Regions from separate parts of the Mus musculus genome. Here region 2 is linked to region 1. A link is a contact called in public promoter capture Hi-C data. All regions are on one chromosome and are shown on one strand. Each heading gives the region's core, a stretch centred on a gene start, on an enhancer-like site or on the middle of the called end of the contact. The rest is flanking DNA. Distances are from core to core; before and after follow the strand shown.

Region 1 (2,700 bases), core at 84-2,583:
TGTGGCTCTGGAACTTTGTGAGACATCCCTTTCCAAACTAAACAAAGGCTCTTCTGCAATCGGTGTGGCTTGGCCTCTTTCCCACCCTGCTGTGTCAGTGCAGAACAGACAGGCATTCTTTTTTATTCATCTCTTTTATTGTCTTGAGATCTGGACCACAGTTGGTCCCTCTGGAATTCCAACCATTTCATGGGTATGTGTATGTGTATGTGTGTGTGTGTTTGTGTATGTATGTCTGTGTTTGTGTGTGTATGTATATGTGTTCGTGTGTGTGCACATATGTATGTGTATTTGTGTGTTTGTGTGAGTACATCTGTGTGTTTGTGTGTGTGTTTGTATATGTGTGTGTTGCTGTGTGTATGTATGTGTTTGTGTGTGTATGGGATAAGGATTGTATGTGTGCATTTGTGTGTGTATATATGTGTATGTAAGGGATAAGGATTGTATGTGTGTGTTTGTATGTGTATGTGTGTTTGTGTATGTATGTATGTATGTGCGTGTGTTTGTGTTTATGTGTGTGTATTGTGTGTTTGAATGTATGTGTGTGTTTGTATGTGTGTATTATGTGTTTGTGTGTATATGTGTGTTTGTGTGTGTGTGTATGTTGTATGTGTGTGTGTGTGTGTGTGTGTGTGTGTATAAGGGATAAGGAGGAGGCAGGGGCTGGGTACCGGCATGGTCTTTGCCCCACCACTGATCTTTCTTCCCAGGTGCACCCCTCTTCTCTGACTGCCTAATTAGTGGCTGGCTGAGAGTCATGTCTCTCATTTTCATACAGGCCATGTTTGTGTACCCCAGCCTTGTGCTCCCTGGCTCTGGGGTACTTAGGGTGTTCCATCTCAAGCCGTCCTTGTACCATCCCTGACTCAGCTCCTGGTTTCTGCAGCCATGTATCCCTGGGACACGTGCTGAGGCCCCTCTGTCTTCCACTGCAGGGAGCATCACCCATACCTCATTGGCCCAGGCTTCCTTGTTAGCCTGCTGGAGGCTGGAAGGCAAACTGGACGTCTCTGTCTCCTGGGACAAAGCTTTTTGTCAGGCCCAGTGCATTCTCAATGGATCCTAGCTGAACTGAGCTATGGCTTACTCTTTCCCAATCTCTTCTGGATTCTCCTCTGGTCCTCTGTCCTCTGTATAGCACATTTCCTTTCCTCTGTGGAGTTTTCCTAGTGTTCTTTCAGGGTCCCTGCCCACCCCTGGTTCCCTTTGGGAAGCTAAGTCCCCAGCCCTAGGTTTCCCCGGGGACCTCCCCCCACAGCCGTCTCCAGCTGTATTCGGTCCTCACCCTTCTTGGGTCCCCGTGTCCTCACTCTCCGGTGCCGGCTTGTCTGTCTGCCTGAGGCCGTCCTGGAGGCAGCTTTTGTTCCTCACTTACCAGCAGGGTGGGGCTTTCTGAGCCAATGAGCCAAGAGAGAGTGCTGGAGTGGGTAGGCAGGCTGGGCAGAAGGACTTCCCTGGGCACAGTGGCAGAGCAAACACCTGTGGCTCATCTCTTGGGCCCACGCCTTCCTCCTCCTGCCTGTCTGGGTTGGTAGGTATGTGGGTGGGACTGGAGTGATGGAGGCTGGAGTTTGGTATCAAAATGTCCAGGTACAGGATGGTGCTAGTGACACAGATCCTGTTCCTTTCAGCTTGCCATGTGTGTCCCTCTTCCTGTGCCCTGGTTCCCAACTCTCTCTTTTGGCCTCAGGCAACTGGTTCTGAGATCCTTAGCGGCTGGTTTTTATGGAAGGGGATAGCCTTGATTCAGCCTGTGACTTGTGCCACGCTGGTGGGGAATATATATTTTCTGTTTTGGAACCCAGATAAGCCACCTGGATTTTCGAGGCCCACTGCCCTGCTGGAGACAAGGAATGCAGGCTGGTGATTTCAAAGGCTGCTGTTGGCTTGGTGCCAGGCCTGTAACCTTGTTGTGTGCCCTGTGGTCCTAGGCTTCTGCTGGAAATGGCTCTGGAGAAGCTGGAGTGTGGTCCAGCAGGGGCTACAGAGGGGTGCTGGGCTTGCGTCCAGCAGAGACAGTGAAGGTTAATAATGTACACCCAAGGAAGGGCCCCTCTGCTTCACTTCACACAAGCATTTATTATTGAGCACTCCCTAACAGCAGTGATTCACACGTACGTGGCCTTTTTGGCTGGCTAACTCTGGTCGTGCCAGGTACTTGCCATTGCTCACAGTGACCCCCACAGGCAATGCATTAGGAACTCAGCTGAAGTTGTCCGAGTTCTGATGCAGCCACGCTTACTCAGAGTCTGGGTGTTTTCCATCCCAACATACGGTTCTGCCAAACTCCATCATCTCTGCAGACACCCACAGCCCAGACTTCCAGCTGGGACAAAAGGTTAGCTTTGGAACAGCCCTGAGGAAAAGTTAGATACTCCTTTTCTAGAGGAGAGGGAAACCCCTTGACTTCAGGAAGGGTACAAAGGCCAAGACCCAAAGGACACCTTGAATCTGTAAACCCATTTATCTTTATTTAGCTCTCACCCTGGGCCACACAGGAAGGCATTTGCTCATCGGTGCCTTCGTGAAACTCCCCTCCCAGGAGCCCTGCGAAGTGGCCCTCGGTGTGTTTATTTAACAGAAAAGGAAATGGAGGTACAGAGGAGAGGGGTGACTCAGCGAAGGCCAGTCAGCCGGGAGGCACAACTGGATCCCAAAGCTCTGGGAGTCCTCCCTTTTGCTTGCCTCCAATGCCAACTC
Region 2 (2,700 bases), core at 64-2,563, 1.3 Mb after region 1:
CTCCCCAGCCCAGCCCAGAAGGGGTAAGATCAAATCTTTCTCTTTCTTCTGCGAATGCTTGTCAACAAATCAGCACCAGGTTGGAGCATAAACGCTCGGTAGAATCTGCCTTTTCTATGGTACCAAGAAATATCAGGCCTCAGCAGGAAAAGGCTGCTGATGTGAGCGCACGCTCTTGTGTTTTGCTATGAGGTCATTGTCTGGCTTGCTAGAGCAGTGGTCTGCTCTAGCTATGCCTCTGACACTTCTGTCTTGTTGCCTTTCCTTAATATACTTGGTTTACTTTCTTTGATTACCTACATACACCCCCGCCATGTGTGTATGTGTTCCTGTGTGTGTGTGTGGGGGGGGGGGGGGGTATGAGTGCATGTGTATAGGCGCATGCATGTGCATGGAGTCCAGAGGTCACTGTCAGGTGTCTTCCTCTATTGCTTATCCACTTGATTTTTTTAAGACAGGGCTTCATACTGAGCTGGGAGCTTGCTGAGTTGACTAGACTAGCTGGCCAGCAAGCCCGGGCGGGGATCCTGCCCTCTCTGCACCCTGCCACCCAGTGCTGGGGTTCCAGGTGCATGGTGAGCCGTCCAGCTTTTTAGGTCCTTAGGGATCAAGTTCAGGCCCTTGAGCTTGCTGGGCACGCATTCCATCCGCTGAGCCATCTCCCTGTTCTCTTTACCTTGATCTAGGTTTGTAAGAGACACGGCAGGCACAGAGGGAGGTCAGGAGGGAGGTTTGAGCTGCCCAGTGCCTCCGTACCTTCACAGTGCTGCCGGAGCTCTGCGAAGGATGGGGGTGTAGGGATTCACCCTGCAACCTGGAGGTGGAAGGGGGTCTCCCCTAGCTCCCTCAGTCTAGAGAACTGAATTTTCAATCATTGTCTCCCCCCTCGAAGAGAGAGGCACCCAGGAGGAACCCTTCATGCTGCCTTTTCAGACTCTACACAGAGGCCAATATGCTGGTACCAGGAGCAGCCATTGTGGGGGGGGGGGGCCCTAGACCTCTCTCTTCCTGTCAAGCCCTGATCCCATTAGAAAGCCTCATCCCGCTGGACCTGCGGTCTCTGGTGAGGGTTTAAGAGCTGTTTTCACTATCTTCCCCCTCTGCCTCCCTGGAACACCATCACAGCCATAATCCACAGCAAATGGATTTCCCTGACCCTGGGGACAAAGGCCTAGTGTTTCCTAGACTTGGCGGCTCCTGAAAGGACAGAACCATCAGCATTTCTCCAGCTGCCGGGTCTCAAGCCCTGTAGGCCTCAGAGACCTGTAATAAGATCGCTATCCAAGCCAGTTCCAGTCAGCACATCGCTCAAAGTGGTCCCTTGTGGTTGGGAGGGAGGCCTGACTGAAACAGGAACGGCAGCTTTGGAGCTCAGCCTCACACAGAACCACACAGTGAGTTGGAACCAGAGAAAAACATATTTCTAGTTCTGGCTGTCAGCCATTAGTGAGACTTGGCTGTGGTTCACAGTGGGAGTCCACAGGGGTGGGTGGCCTTGGGACGGAATAAGGCAGTCATTAGAAGGAAGAGAAAGGGGAATGAGACTAGGAAGAGGAAATTGAGGAGGAGTGGATAAATGTTTAAAGCATGGGCGCTGTGAAATGTACAGATTCATATTTCTCATGTGGCAGGCAGGCCCTAACGAGAGTCCACAGACAGGCACGTTAGTAGCCCTAGCTAAAACTCCAGGAGGCCTCCTTTGCTTCCCACCCACCCCAAGCTTTGAGGCAGAAGGAACGTGTGAGGAGGGAGAGATGGAAGCTTTGCCACACAAACTGTAGAAGCAGAAGTTGAATGCTGCCGGAGTGTTCCACGCTCTTTGCATGAGGAGACCAACTCACTTCTGGTTTCCCCTCAGGATGAGTCCCAGCCCTCTGGCTGGGTAAGTCCAGTTAGCCCTGGCTGCTGGGCATCCCTCCCATGGTCCTAGAAGAGTCAAAGCCATGTTACCTTGAATAAATCATTCTTTTCCTCAGAAACTAGGCCTTGGTTTTTGTCTAGGAAAAACAAGGGAGTTTGTGGTAATGTCTGATTTCTGGAACTGTTTGATGGGTACATATGTGTAATATCGTGTATGTATAAATGATGTAGAAGGATGGTTTTGTACAAATATTTGATAAACAGTAATTAGAGGATTCAGCCGAGTAATCTCCATTACTTTGCTCTGGTATGTTCTGACAGGGACTGGGCCCAGTGTCACTGCAACAGTGGGCCAGGTCAACACACCTGGCTTTGGACTGCCAGTTTTGTGATGCCCTTAGATAAATTAGATAGCTCCTCCCCATCTGTCTCTGTCTATATCTATATTTTGAAACAATCTTACTACTCTATAGTCCAAGCTAACTCAAACTCATCATTTAACACTTTACTCACAGTAATCCTTCTGCCTCAGAACACTTGGCTTAGATAATTTCTTATTGACAAAATGGGACATTAATAACTACTCTCACAGTAGTCATGAGTATACCCAAAGCATCTACTGTCGAGTAAACAGGCAGTGGTACTGAGCCATCTCTACGGGTAGACTAGAGACCACAGGTAAAAGCTATGATGAAACCATGAGTAGTTTATGTTCTAAAAAGAGGCAGAAACTAAGCTTTCAGGGAGCAGAAGGAGCAGGGCCTGAAGCTCCAGGCATGCAGGGGTACAGTTGACACCATGGGTACAGGAGCAGACACCAAGAACATGACTTCCTTGCAG

The links. Promoter capture Hi-C pulls out the DNA fragments that hold promoters and counts their contacts.
Region 2: a promoter capture Hi-C map of hippocampal neurons shows a contact between it and region 1, with 2.9 times the contacts expected there. The contact joins the enhancer-like site here to the promoter of Gjb4 in region 1. A contact is called at or near these places in 6 of 39 promoter capture datasets (the 3T3-L1 cell line, 3T3-L1-derived adipocytes, cranial neural crest and 2 more), 10 of 484 Hi-C or Micro-C datasets (the Ba/F3 cell line, the HL-1 cell line, adipose-derived mesenchymal stem cells and 6 more) and 1 of 9 other capture datasets (embryonic stem cells).

The regions. Positions count from the first base shown.
Region 1 is chr4:127,352,748-127,355,447 of GRCm38.p6, forward strand. Gjb4 (gap junction protein, beta 4) reads right to left here and starts at 1,334. Exons shown (of 2, transcript NM_008127.4): 1 at 1,286-1,334. It overlaps Gjb5 (gap junction protein, beta 5), which reads right to left. Exons shown (of 2, transcript NM_010291.3): 2 at 2,062-2,700.
Region 2 is chr4:128,696,923-128,699,622 of GRCm38.p6, forward strand. The region is part of intron 1 of Phc2 (polyhomeotic 2); the gene reads left to right. Among named protein-coding and RNA genes, the nearest start is that of Gm33712, 29 kb to the right of the region's middle. Within about 2 kb of position 1,314, at least 121 of the 459 cell types and tissues checked have an H3K27ac peak or open chromatin away from gene starts, as enhancers often do. A contact at or near this core is called in hippocampal neurons, palatal mesenchyme, stem cell-derived motor neurons and 2 more, where this site is marked.